Regions from separate parts of the Hordeum vulgare genome. Here region 2 is linked to region 1. The links are chromatin contacts, called in public Hi-C maps. All regions are on one chromosome and are shown on one strand. The core of a region is the stretch at or near the end of the contact, and the rest is flanking DNA. Distances in the headings are between cores, read along the strand shown.

Region 1 (6,433 bases), core at 3,830-6,329:
TATACGATCTCGAGGTAGATCAACTCCGTAATTATCCACATCAATATAATCAAGCAGGACATAGGGTTTTACCTCATCAAGAGGGTCGAACCTGGGTAAACTACTGTCTCCCTCCTTCTCCTGCAACCGATTGAAGGTCCTCAGTTCGGGACCCCCTACCCGAGATCTGTCGGTTTTGACACCGATAACGGGTGTTAAGTTTCACGTGCCATTAAATTTCGTTCACCTATAAACCATTTTCCAGTAGTGCATTGGTTAGGTGTTTTGAATATAATGTTTGTGGTTGCAAATGGGAAAATTTGATGCCCGTCCGGTCAATGTTTGTTGACCTATAAAGACCTAGATTTTCCTATCATGAATAGCATCTACACCCGCATACAACAAATCAGGCCTCTCAAACATCTGCTTATGCATTCGGACATGTCCATGGACATTGACCGGTGAGACCGTAAATTTTCTCTCCCACACACGAATAGACCAACTAAGAATCCTCAAATTCATACAATTACACATGACATATAACCTAATCTAAATATTTGTCGGCACCATGGCAGTGCCAATTTGTGACATCCGAGTGCACTACTCAGAGTAAAGGTGCGCTCACTCGCAAAGTAGGGTAAGACACGGGACATAGACTGCCTCACGGTACACAAGGTGGCATCATCCCCATGCCCTACTCTTCCTTGTCGGACCTTTGGCATGCATGTCCCCGGTCGATGAGGTCCACGGTATATCCATCACGGTTGGAGCACGATACGTCCATCACGACACAGTTTGCGGCCCCAGGGTTGTCGGTGACCCGTAGTAGCGGCGCGGTGTGCAACTCCACCTCCTTGGCATCTGCCACAAGGGCTTTCGCAGCCTCCCACACCCTCTATCCGGCACAGCGGGCACGTCACGGCATATTAGCATTCGCCCACGACACGACATAAGTATATACGTTTATCTCCGATTCGCACATGACAACAAAGAGGTTAGGGCGCCAAACGAACCGCGCGGCCTTCGGCGAGGCTGCGGTGATGTGCCTACCGCGGGATCCAAGCGCCATTTGGACGGACGCAATGGATCAGCTATAGCAAGTTCGATTGTTGTCAGGCGGTTTCCTCCGAGGAGCGGCGGAGCGCAATGCAGATGGACATCTCCTCCACGAGGCCGAACGAGACGAGGTCACATAGATTAAGTGTTCGAGGATTTGGGTTTGTTGCCCGCCATGCAGCGAAAGGCTAAAGATCGTCGGGAAGGAGATTTGGGGTTGAGTGGAGCAAAGTAACTAGGGTTTCATCCGGGGACCAATGGGACGGGTATATGTGGGGTAGGGATAGAACATGGGGGTCAGATCCAATGTGATGGATGTGTCCGTGTGCACTTTGGCTTTCCAATTTTTCATATCCGCTCCAGATTTGAGCTGAATATGAGGAATGATTGTTGGTTCAGACGTTTGGGCTGATTTACCGAGCTAGGGTGAGACGGGTTTTTTCAATCAGGGACCGGTCCGTCTAATTACGCGAGGTTTGGGACGTCCGGTTGTAGATGCTCTAAAACCTAGAAATGACAGTAGAATATTTATGTTTTTATCACAAGGCGAAGCTGTTTACATTGTGTGGAGCATTACATAAATTGGGCACTGACCAACATTCAACTGAATTGACTGCACCACCTTTTCAGCTACAAATTCACCCCGGGCCCGGACGGTGGTCTCCAATCATCAATTCGCCTCAAACCCAAGTTGATGAATCAATGCCTCCCAAAATTATGGAGAAGGAGACAGACACCACCAAACAAGCACAAGGACGAGCAGCCCCACAGATTGTGTGTTTTGTGGGGGAAAAGCAAGCAAAGGCAAAGGCAAAAGGCCGGCGTTTTAATGTGGCACCAGACATTGCTGTGGAAATAATGCGGCAGCATGCAGGAACAGGAACAGCAAGCCAACAGAAATCCCACAAGCCGACACAAAGCACCCAGGTTAATTCAATAATGCTATATATACATAGATTTACAGGGGGTTTTAAAGACAGACGGCTTTTGATAGAAGATTACGAAGGATGAGGATCCCACCCCCTTGAAAACCAGGGGAAAAAGGTTAATTAGAAAATAAAGAATCCCAAATTATAACTTTTTATACGTTAAGCATTTTTAAGATTAATTTGATCCATTCAATCTCTTCCTAAAGAAAATAACAGTTCAGTAAAAATTATCTAAGAAATTTACTGGGCCCAATTCAGTAAAAAAAAGGAAATGATAAATGTCAAACATTCGAGAATTGCCCATGACAAATTAAACGTTGTTTTCTATGACAATGTTAATGGCAAAATTTATAGACAAGCACGATAATTCTTTTGACAGAAAACAAACAAAGAGCAGAATTGTCATGGTTAGCAAGTAAACATGTGATCCCTGCATATATAAATTGCCAAAAAAAACCGTTCGGTTTGCCACCGGCAAAATCCTAAGCGTTCGGGACTTGTCGGCATCCAAGAGAAATGAAGGAGATGGACACTTGGTGGGAAGAGCAGAGCAATGGACACATTGGAAGATGATGAAGATGGTCAAGCTTTATTATTACTACTACTGCTACTATATCACAGTGATCATGAGGAGTGTATATACACAGCAGAGAAAAGGAATTGAGTCCCCAACAGCACCTCAGTTGCTCCAGCACAACTGGGTGGTTCAATTCCTCTCTCTTGTCTTCTCTCTAGAAAAACAGGATCCAGCTGAGCTCTCAGCACCCTGTACAGCCACAGTGCCAAAGCTTCAAGCTCTCTCCCTACCTCTCTAAATTCCCCCTAGTATTTACTATACTACCCTGATGATTCTACCATGCACTAGTAAATACTTAGTGAGAATGTAAAAAAGGAAGCAACCAAAAAACCAAGTGATTAAGAGAGTGGTGATGAGTAACCGCCGCTAACTGTTTCCTCTTCCGGGGACCTCTCTCTGTGGCTCCCTCTGGAAAAGCTTTTTTTCCCTCCAAATTTTCCTTGCCCTGCTTCCTCTGCTTCTCATCCGAGAAGATGGGAGGGATGGAGGGCGAGAGGAGCAATGGCGTTGTTGAGGCGTAGTCAAAGAACCAAGGAATCGATTAGTGCTGGGCGTCGAGGTCGGCGTCGCCGATGAATGTGCCGTGGAAGCCATAGGGGACCCGGGACGGCAGCTGCACGGTGGCCTCGAGCCGCATGTCGGCGGCGTTGACGACCAGGAGCTCGGATGTGCCGGCGTCCTCGTCGCGCACGAAGGAGAGCACGTAGCCGTCGTCCTCGGCGCCGGGGCGCGCGTGCTCGCCGTCCATGGGCACGAAGCACGGCTCGCCGCCGAACCGGCCCTCGCCGTACTCGAACTTGGTCAGCTCGCCGGTCACCAGGTCCACCTTGGCGAACCCGGACACCTTGGGCCACGGCTCGGCCACGGCCAGGTAGGCGTACCTCGTCTTCCGGCCCAGCATGTTGCGGTTCACCATGCCGACCTCGAGGTTCACCTGGCTCTCCAGCGGCAGGATGGCCCGCCGCGTGGACTCGCCGGTGCGCGTGTTGAGCCGGATCTCGGTGAGCACGCTCTCGAGGTGGTCGTCCGTGTCGTTGAAGATGGAGTCTGCGGGGGTCATGCAGGAGCCGATCACCACCACCTCGTCCGTCTCCGGCTCCTCCCACGAGTTCCAGAGGTGGAAACAGAAGCAGTCCGGCACGTCCACCCACATCATCTCCGACGAGTCCTTGGCGTACTTTGGGAGGACGCCGAAGCGGGAGGTCTTCTCCTTGTCGAGCATCACCGGCGAGCCGCCGCGGAACATCTCGGCGAGCTTGAACACCATCTGGTGGTCGGGCACGACGACGAAGTTCTCGGTGATGGCGAAGTCGTGGATCATGGTGGGCTGGTCGAGCTCGATCTCGACGTCGGCGGACTTGGTGCCGTCGGCGTGGAAGTAGAAGTACTTGAGGTACGGCTTCTTGATGACATCGTAGCTGAGCGCGAAGAGCTCGCCGGAGACAGGGTCGAGCTTGGGGTGCGCGATCATGGCGCAGTCGAGCTGGCCGTCGAAGTCGTAGCGGCCGACGGTCTCGAGGTCGCCACCGGCGGTGACGCGGACCTGGTACGGGAGGTCGTCCTCGGACATGGCGAGGAGGCGGCCGTTGAAGTAGACGAGGCCGGCGTTGGCAACACCAGTGCCGTGGGACGGGTCGACGAGGCCGCAGGCGCCGCGCGCGTAGAAGAGGGCCAGCCTCGCGATGCCAGAGTGGCCGTGGAGCTCGCCGATGGTCTTAGGGAAGACGGGCCTCCCCGCGGCGCGCTCCTGGGAGAGGCGGGCGGTCTCGGTGAAGCGGCAGGCGTAGGACTCGGCGGCGCCGTTTCGGATGCGGATGGCGTGGACCATGCCGTCGCCGTCGAAGAGGTGGTGGCCGGCCGTGGGCTCGAAGCAGGGGTTGGCGCCGTTGCGGGCGTAGACGCCGTTGATGAAGGGCGGGATGCGGCCGGAGACCGTGAGGGCGCGCACGGGGGGCTGCTCGCCGACGGGGGCGAAGTTGCCGGCGATCTGCACGGCCGGGTCGGCCGTGCGCGGCAGCGCGTGGGGCCGCTCCAGGACATTGTTGATGAACCCCTCCTCGAACGCGTCGAGCGCCGCGGCCGCCGCGCGCTGGAAGAAGTTGAGGCTCTGCTCGCCCTCGCCGCCGCTGCTCCCCTGCTTCTGCGGCGAGGCAATGGCAGGCGGCGACGACTGCTCGTACCCGGGCACCTTCCTCGTGGACGGCGACGAGACGTACGCCGGCGAGCGGGCCGTGCTGGTGGACGTGGCGGCAGCCGCGGCGGCCGCGCGGGGAGCGAACCGGACGGAGCCGGGGCCGCGTCGGCGCCCATGGTGGCGCTGTATCGAAGAGGAGGAGGCGAGGGGCTGCGCCGACAGAGTCTGCATCGCTGATCCTCGCGAGAAGTAAAAGAAGAAGAAGAAGAAGAAGAAGAAGAAGAGAGCTGGTCCGATCGATTCGAGTTCTCTCCGGCGAGCGAGCGCGGACGATCGGCGATCTTGGTGTGGGGGGCGAAGGGAAGGGAGAGCAGAGGAAGTGGGTGATGGGAGTGAGGGAGATGGGATGGTGAGGGTGGGGGAAGGCGGGAGGGATATTTATAGAGTTTGGGAGGGGGGGAGAAGGGACAGGGGGAGGAGGTGAGGTGAGGTGAGTCGTCGCGCCGGAGTGGCAGGAGACCACGTGGTTCACTCCCCACACCCCCACTCCCGACGAGACGACGACCACTTTTCTCTTCTTTTCTCTTCTCCTTTCCTTTTTCCTCCTCCTCTCCTGCTCGTTTTCGCTTCTCCTTTTCGCCTGCCCGTTGTTCGCGTGGGGGCAGTTTGGGGATTTTCACCCTACGCGTTTACTTGTGCCTCGTGTTGATGCGAGGGCAAACGAGTGCTCTCAACCAATAGCATGCTGACACCTCGAAAGGTATTAGTGCTATAATCTTTTTTTTTTATCGAGGTACTCCTTCCTTCGCCGTTTAGAAGGTGTATTTGAAAATTTTCTGAAACCTAAATAGTTATTGATTGGCTGTGGGATAAACTTAAAAATAGCATTCACATTATGCATACGGATAAAAATAATATTCCCACCGTTCCTAAATATAAGTCTTTGTACAGATTTCACTAGTGGACTACATATGGATGTATATAGACATACTTTAGAATGTACATTCAATCATTTTGCTTCGTATGTAGACACCTATTGAAATCGCTTAAAAGACTTATATTTAGAAACGGAGGGAGTACAACATTGTACTAGTAATTAACTATTATGAGTAATGCAATGCGTCCTGAACGTTGTTTATTATCAAAACACAAGTAATTTTAATTTTGCTTTCTAAACCGTGACGGAGAGAGTATTAGTGCTATACTACATCACAAACAACGTATTCTCTTTGATTAGATTTGTATCTGCATTTTATGTAGCTCGGTATTCGACATGGACCTCACGCAAGGCGCTCAAAACAATAATATTTGCAAAACTAATTAACCAATGTTCCTTCTCATAGAATTAGAAAAATCAATAATGTTTTCAATTGTAAGTATTTTTGTTTCAAACGGATTCAGATATATTGATGCAAATTTTAATAGTTTTAGTCGTATTTAATTAATTGAGTAGACATTCACACCATTTCTCACAGTCACGAAAAATGAAGTTTCAAAACCAACTAAATATGTAACTCATGGAAAATCAAATTTCTTTATGACAAACTATGTTGTCCTGCAAATGAAAATTTTCTTTACCAAGCATGGCAAATCCTAGCAAAAAACAAAACTAAACGTCGCAAGGATTTGACATGCTTGATAAAAGAAACACCAACATAATTTGCCATGAAAACGTTCGATTTGCAATAATTACAAAGCTGGTGCTAGGTTTTTTAAACATTTACGTATGTATATTGGTACACAATTTTATTATTTTCT
Region 2 (6,543 bases), core at 3,275-5,774, 180 kb after region 1:
TGTTGCCCCCGCCGCCGTCGCCCAAGCACATGCCGCACCTTCCCGAAAGAGGCAGGGCACCATGGTCGTGCAGGGCGGGAATCCGGCTGCCCCCGCCGTGAGGACCTGTGCTCCGGGCGCCAACGTCGCAGTGCGATCGCGGCCGGCGGCGCAGAAGGCCGGCAAGGCCGCATGCGTAAAGTGGAGGAAGGTTCCGGCTTCAAGGAAGCCACCTATTCAACCTCTAACTTCACCCCCCGCAAGGAGGTGCAACGACGATGCTGTTGAACGATCCCGATCCCCCCGCGGTCGAGGTGTTCGACGAAATGGCCGGAAGGTATGCCTCTTTGGTCTTGGCGGTTCCTTTTCATTTTTCACCATTAGTCTTGATAGCTCATGACTTGTTATCGTTCACTATAGCGGTGGTTCGAACAATGCAACAACCGAGTTCATGGACATGTTGGACACGAACGTGGTTCACATTGATCAAGCCTCTTTCGAACCATTCAACTACAATGAAACGAATGGCGGCGTGGATGATCATGGTGTTGCGGACGAATTGGAGGAGATCGAAGCGGAAGCGTTTGAGCAATTTGCAAGCAAAGGGTGGGAAAAGCCAAAGATCGAAGAACTACACGATCTTGGAAGATCAAGCTTTGATCCAAGCATGGAGTGCGGTGTCTCTTGATGCATGCACGGGTGTTTCTCAAACCACCGAGAGATATTGGCAAAGGATCGAAGATCAATACTTCTGCATTATGAAAAGGTATCCTAATAGGACTGCACACACATTTCGGTCACTTCAAGGGCGTTGGGAGAATATCAAGCCTATGTGCAGCCGTTGAGCAGCTTGCTTGGAGCAAGTACGCAATGCACCTCCAAGTGGCACCGTGGAGTCCGACTATGTGAGTTTGTTTTTCCTTTGTTCAATTTGTGCATCATCATAATGTATCATGGGAAATGATTGCATCACTTTGTTCACATTTTTTAGGACAAGATTGCTCAACATAGATACAAGGACATGGAAGCTTCGGAAGGCAAATTCTTCAAATTAGAGCATTGTTGGGAGTTACGCCAAAAGTGCACAAGTGGAAGTTGATCGACAGAGAATCGCCACCAAAGAGAGGCTCACTTATAAACATGGATGAAGAGGAGGATGTTGATGGCCCAAGAAATTTGCACAAGCCCGATGGCGAGAAGAAGACTAAAGAGAAGATGAAGAGAGAGCAAGAAGCAGCGAGCTTGAGGGAGAAGATTGATGCCATGGTGCAATCAAACGAGTTGATGTTGTTTAAGTCGTTGGAGATCAAGAAAGAGTTGGCCGAGAAGAAGGCAAAAGAGAAGCAAGAGAAATGGCAAATGCTCAAGGAAGAGGGGCTCCGCAAAGCTGCCATTGAGGAGAGAAAAGCACGCGCCTCTGAAACCAAATCGATGTCATTGTTGCTCGCCGAGGAGAACAAGATCATGTCAATGAACCGCAATGACATAAACGACCTCACCAAAACATGGCATGATATGGCAAGGAGAGAGATCTTGAAGAGGAGAATGGTCGCCTCGACCAGTCCGTGTTCCAGTTCCGGTGATGTTTTCTCTGCTCCATATGGTGCCAATGTGGATGATTTCAGTGCGGGAGTTGGAACAAGCGACAGGGGTGGGTTCCATGGCGCCGATGAACTTCAATATGGACCCCATGGCACGGAGTGAAGATCGACCCCCAAGATGATGCCGGACATGGGCGCAAACCTTTGCATGCCCTCTTTTGCGTAATGAACTTCGCTTTTATTTGAGTGCAAACTGTTTATTTCGTTTGAATTTGAACTTGTTTGCCAAACCCTATGTCAAATGCGAGATTTGCAGTTTTTCTGTTTGCGGGTCGTCGTGGTGGAGCCCGAGCAGACCCCGCAAAGCCGACCTGTAAAAAAATATATTCCGCAAATATACTTGTTTACGGATCTGTTTGGGGGGTCTGCATCTATGTCAGCCCGCGTCGGCCCGTAAAAATGATTTTGCGCGACCTGTAAACGTGTTTTGCGGGTCGACGGGATGCGGGTCTGCTAGAGTTGCTCTTAGTTTGGTTGTTAGAAATCATAGACTGGTTTCTAGCTTGATTAGGCGGCGGGTCAAGATGCTCCGTGACCAATCTTCTAATATATATAATTGAAATTTGAGATTTTTGTTATGTGATTGAGTCGTCGTGTTATTAACTACTATCCCACCCCTTGTGCACACGTACAGACGTCTGGTAGTAGTTAGTTAATTGGACCCCTTCACTTTTGATCCCAATAAATCACTAGGTGCTGATAATATCAAATCCGATTAATCAGTGGTTAGGTGATGAAATATTAATTAGCTCACTAAATTAATATAAAGCAGATGGCTATAGACACCAAAATAATTTCACCTGTGCTCCAAATTAAGAAACTCCGGCTACAATACAACCGTAATTTTCCCCGTGGTAGTATGTTCTTATCGCTTTACTTGTCGATTAAATTGGTCGAACTACTAGCTCGTACTTGTTTTGGGGAGTGAGCCTACCTCAATTCATTGAGAGAATGGATGTATAAACTTAACATCTACTTAATATCTGGGTTCGAATTCTTACTGAGACAAATTTAGATTCCTACTTATTTTGAAGGACCAGACTTTTCTAATACTCATTTCTTTATCAAGGGTTAGACCAGGCTTGGATAGTCACTTTTTTATCGAGGACTAGGTTAGGCTTATGTGTAACCAAATAAAAATCCTAATAGTCATACTTAAAAGACCGTATGCATTCATATTTTGTGCAGAGAACGAGGAAGTGAAATTATCCATCCAATTTTATGAATAATTACACTTTGGGTTTGCGGCTCCCTCGCCCACAGCGGGAGGGAGCTCCGCCGCCGCCGCCGCCGCCTGATCTCCCGCCTCCGACCGCCTCCTTCGCAACAGAGACTAGATCCAAAACCATTTCCTCACCCTCTTCCCATCCATCCCGAAGTCCAACGCTCTCGGGCGACTCAGGGGTGACCCCTCTCCCACCGTCGGCATAGCCATCTCCTCTCCCTCCCTTCCTCGCCGCCGCATTAGGCTGGCGTCGGGCTAGCCCATGCCGCAGCCGTGGACCGTAGCGGCGGGGCCCTTGATACCCCGCCTTGAGCTGGAGAGCGATGAGATCTGGGGAGGCGGCCCTTTCGACGATGCTCCTCCGTGATGCGCTGAGCGACGGGGCTAGCGTGGTGCGAGTAGTCTGGTCAGACGACCGACGGATCGTCGATGGACCAGGGCCTGGCATGGCTGCTCTGGCGGCCGGCGGCGCCTGATCTGACCGTTGTCCTCCGGCCCTGATCGGTGTGCTTCCCTCCTGCGGGTTCCTCGCGGTGCCGGCGTGTCCTGTCGGGACCCGGGCCAATGGCCGCGGGTGAAGCCGGTGGAGGAGATCCAGATTGGGGGAAACCCCTTGGTCGGTCCCGGCCGGCCGCACATACGACGATGCTCAAGGGCGATTTTCTTCTTGGAGATGTTGGTCTTCCTCTGCTCCTCCACTTCCCCCCTACCTGCCTCTCGGGTGAAAACCTGAACTTCGGTGGGCGGTAGCAAAGTCTTTGACGTCATGACCTTCCTGAAGGAGTCACCTTGAGGGCTGAGTGATGGTGGGCACTGTGTGAATCCTTGACGGTTGCTGGTGGTGGGCACTGCTTCGGGGGAAACCCTAAGATCTGGCCTTTCAGATCGGACGTTGGCGGTACTGCGGTGTCGTTTCTCTATTGGGAGCATCTTTTATGGAGAAGCGCTCGATCACAGATGGAGGAGGTTGAACGGTTTCGTCTTGCACGAAGCTTTTGCGGAGCCGTCAAGTCATGCCTGGCCGACAGATGATACGCCGAGTCATGCCTGGTTGGCAGGTGTTACGCATGACATTTCTTCTAGAGTTCCGCCTCTGGACGAATGAGCGCATGGCATTGGCGCCGTGGTGGTGTCGACGAATGTCCGGACTAGCAAGGATGATGCGGATCTCTCTCCTGAAGATGAGTCAATGGTCCAATGATGATGGCTTCTAAAACATGTGCAATGGTGTGCGTTTTAGGTCTGCTGCATCAGTTGTTGGTCCCGATACGTTATGCGGATGGATTGGTGACGACACCGATTTTAAATATGAAAAGTGAAAGCATTCCACGTTATCGGGTTTATAGGTTTGAGTGGTGGTTTCACATGGATTGATGTATATTTTTGTTAAATCATTATGAAATAATTAATAAATATAGTTGATGCAGAGGCCGGGGGTTTAACCTCCTTTTCCAAAAAAAAATCCCGCACTTGTTTTGAACAACAAGCCCAAGTCTAGAGGTTGGGATATTTAGAGATCATAGCCATACTGCTACGATTATTATCTTTGTGACGATCCTATGAAATTACTTCACGTGTTAGTTCAATTGTGTTTAACATTCTTGCTTTGTTCTGCTATCAAACTCTCTTCGAAAAGCAACAAATGTACTGGTACGACTATCTTGGCCGAGAGGCCAATGACAGGGACACATCCATGCGTGTGTCGAGCAAACCACGCATGCATGCATGCATTTTGTTGTGATCGAGCTTGGGCGGGGACCCTGCGGCGGACGGCCGGCCTGCCGGCCGGTCCCGCGCGCCAACGAACGACGGACCGTCCGCCGTCTGTCCGTCCGGCCGATCAGACGTACGCCGGCGCCCGCGCGCGCACATGGAGTCACATGGACGCTATCTGCAACCACCTCAGCGTCGGCCGGTCGACCTCGACCATCGACCTCCATGTCCATCTCATGCATGGATGAAGATGGAAGATCGTGGCAACCTGCACATCTCACGCACATGTACGTGCATGACTACAAGTCCCCATTAATTATCGATCGACATCGACTGCCTGACTACTCAGCTGGTCTATTACACACGTACGACCCTCCTGCCGCCATCATTTGAGCGGCAAATCGCCGCGCGCTAATGATCTTCTAATCATATGATCACTTTTATAATCATATCATGGGCATCATGATTGCCCTCCAGAAGATTCCTCTGTGTAAAATGCACACCTGAATTATTGATCGTACATTCCAAACGCTAACCTTGCTATCCTGATATTTGCTTGTTTATATTCATTTATTAATAACAGTTTAAGTGTGCATCATTTGCAGCAGATCATGCATGTGGCAAGTGGCCCACGGAGCTACCTCAGTCTGGTCTGGTCCCTGCATATAGTTCAATCTCTCTCACGCGTACGTACATCGCAAATTGGGCATATTGGGCCTACCGAAATCAAGGTTTTTGGAATCTTTCTCCCTTCATCAGATGGAGTACCAACCTTTGGTCTCTGGTACCGGAAAAAACTACCAACTGCCACACAGAGTAGAGAGTACCTACCGGCTACCGGTCCGATCTCACCTGCAGCCTGCCGCTTCTTTAATTGCAGTATCATGCACTGACCGGTACCATCATTATGGAAACTGTTGCCTCTGATGTTTACATGTGAGACCATGAAGAGCATGTCAGAGGAACGCCACTGGTACTAATTATATAGCTAAAACCCATTGGCTGATTGGAGAAATACCAGATATATGTTGATGCCGTCGTTTTTCAATTGCCAAGTAGGATATACATAATGCATGGAAAGACAGGTACTCTCTCCGGCCGGAAATTACTTGTTGCATAAATAGATAAAAATAAATATATCTAGAACTAAAAATATCTAGATAAATCCATTCTTATGACAAGTATTTTCAAACGGAAATATATAATACTCCCTCTGTAAACTACTATAAAAGCATTTAGAATACTACTTTAGTAATCTAATTAAACACTCTTATATTAATTTACAGAGGGTGTAGTATGTATGCACACATGGATGAGCTAATACAGTGATACTGGACAAAATCAAAGTTGACTCATCACCAACCGAAGAAGGAGAAGGACAAGAACATGCACACATGCGTACACTTGCATATCTGTGGTACTATACACAGTAGATAAACCTCACAACTTGCAAGAAATTAATACATGGAGTCACTAGCTACCATTGCAAGTTGCAAGATTTTTCCTTTCCTAATACCCTCAGGTCCGATTAAGAAAATGATTTTGGTGGATATACACTGCAAGCTAGTCTGCATCCACCGGCCCACACGTACGCTGAACAGTTCTACCAGATCGACCGAAGCCAGCCCATGAGGTGCGGGTCCAAGCCATATGATGATGCATGTCGTTCCTCCCTAGATATTTCTTATGGTGATGCATGCGTGCATGCAATTTCTATATACCTCCATCAACGAAAGAGTTTTTACTTGTACATCGTACTCCCTTCGTTTTTAAATACTTTTTTATTTTTTTACTATAAACTACATATGAATGTATATAAATATATTTTATAATATAGATTTACTAATTTTATCGGGTCAATAATTTCTTAATGAACTCTCTCATTCCATTCTTTTAATTCACTATTCTCCTTAATTTTGAGCTCTCCTATTTGATTAAGGTATTTAATTTATTTGGTTCATATTTTGACGGTGTCAATGATTATTTTTAACAAATAACATCGACCAACTTATAGAAACATATCAA

Evidence for each region. A called contact is a pair of places that touch in the nucleus more often than the background predicts.
Region 2: a Hi-C map of leaf shows a contact between it and region 1, with 2.2 times the contacts expected there. The contact joins the enhancer-like site here to the promoter of LOC123395880 in region 1. A contact is called at or near these places in 4 of 6 Hi-C or Micro-C datasets (leaf and seedling).

Annotation. Positions count from the first base shown.
Region 1 is chr5H:15,780,721-15,787,153 of MorexV3_pseudomolecules_assembly, forward strand. LOC123395880 (9-cis-epoxycarotenoid dioxygenase NCED5, chloroplastic-like) reads right to left here and starts at 5,080. Exons shown (of 1, transcript XM_045090912.1): 1 at 2,535-5,080. The coding sequence starts at 4,906. The coding sequence ends at 3,083.
Region 2 is chr5H:15,964,212-15,970,754 of MorexV3_pseudomolecules_assembly, forward strand. No RefSeq gene overlaps it. Among protein-coding and RNA genes, the nearest start is that of LOC123395880, 180 kb to the left of the region's middle. Within about 2 kb of position 4,525, at least 3 of the 3 cell types and tissues checked have open chromatin away from gene starts, as enhancers often do. A contact at or near this core is called in leaf and seedling, where this site is marked.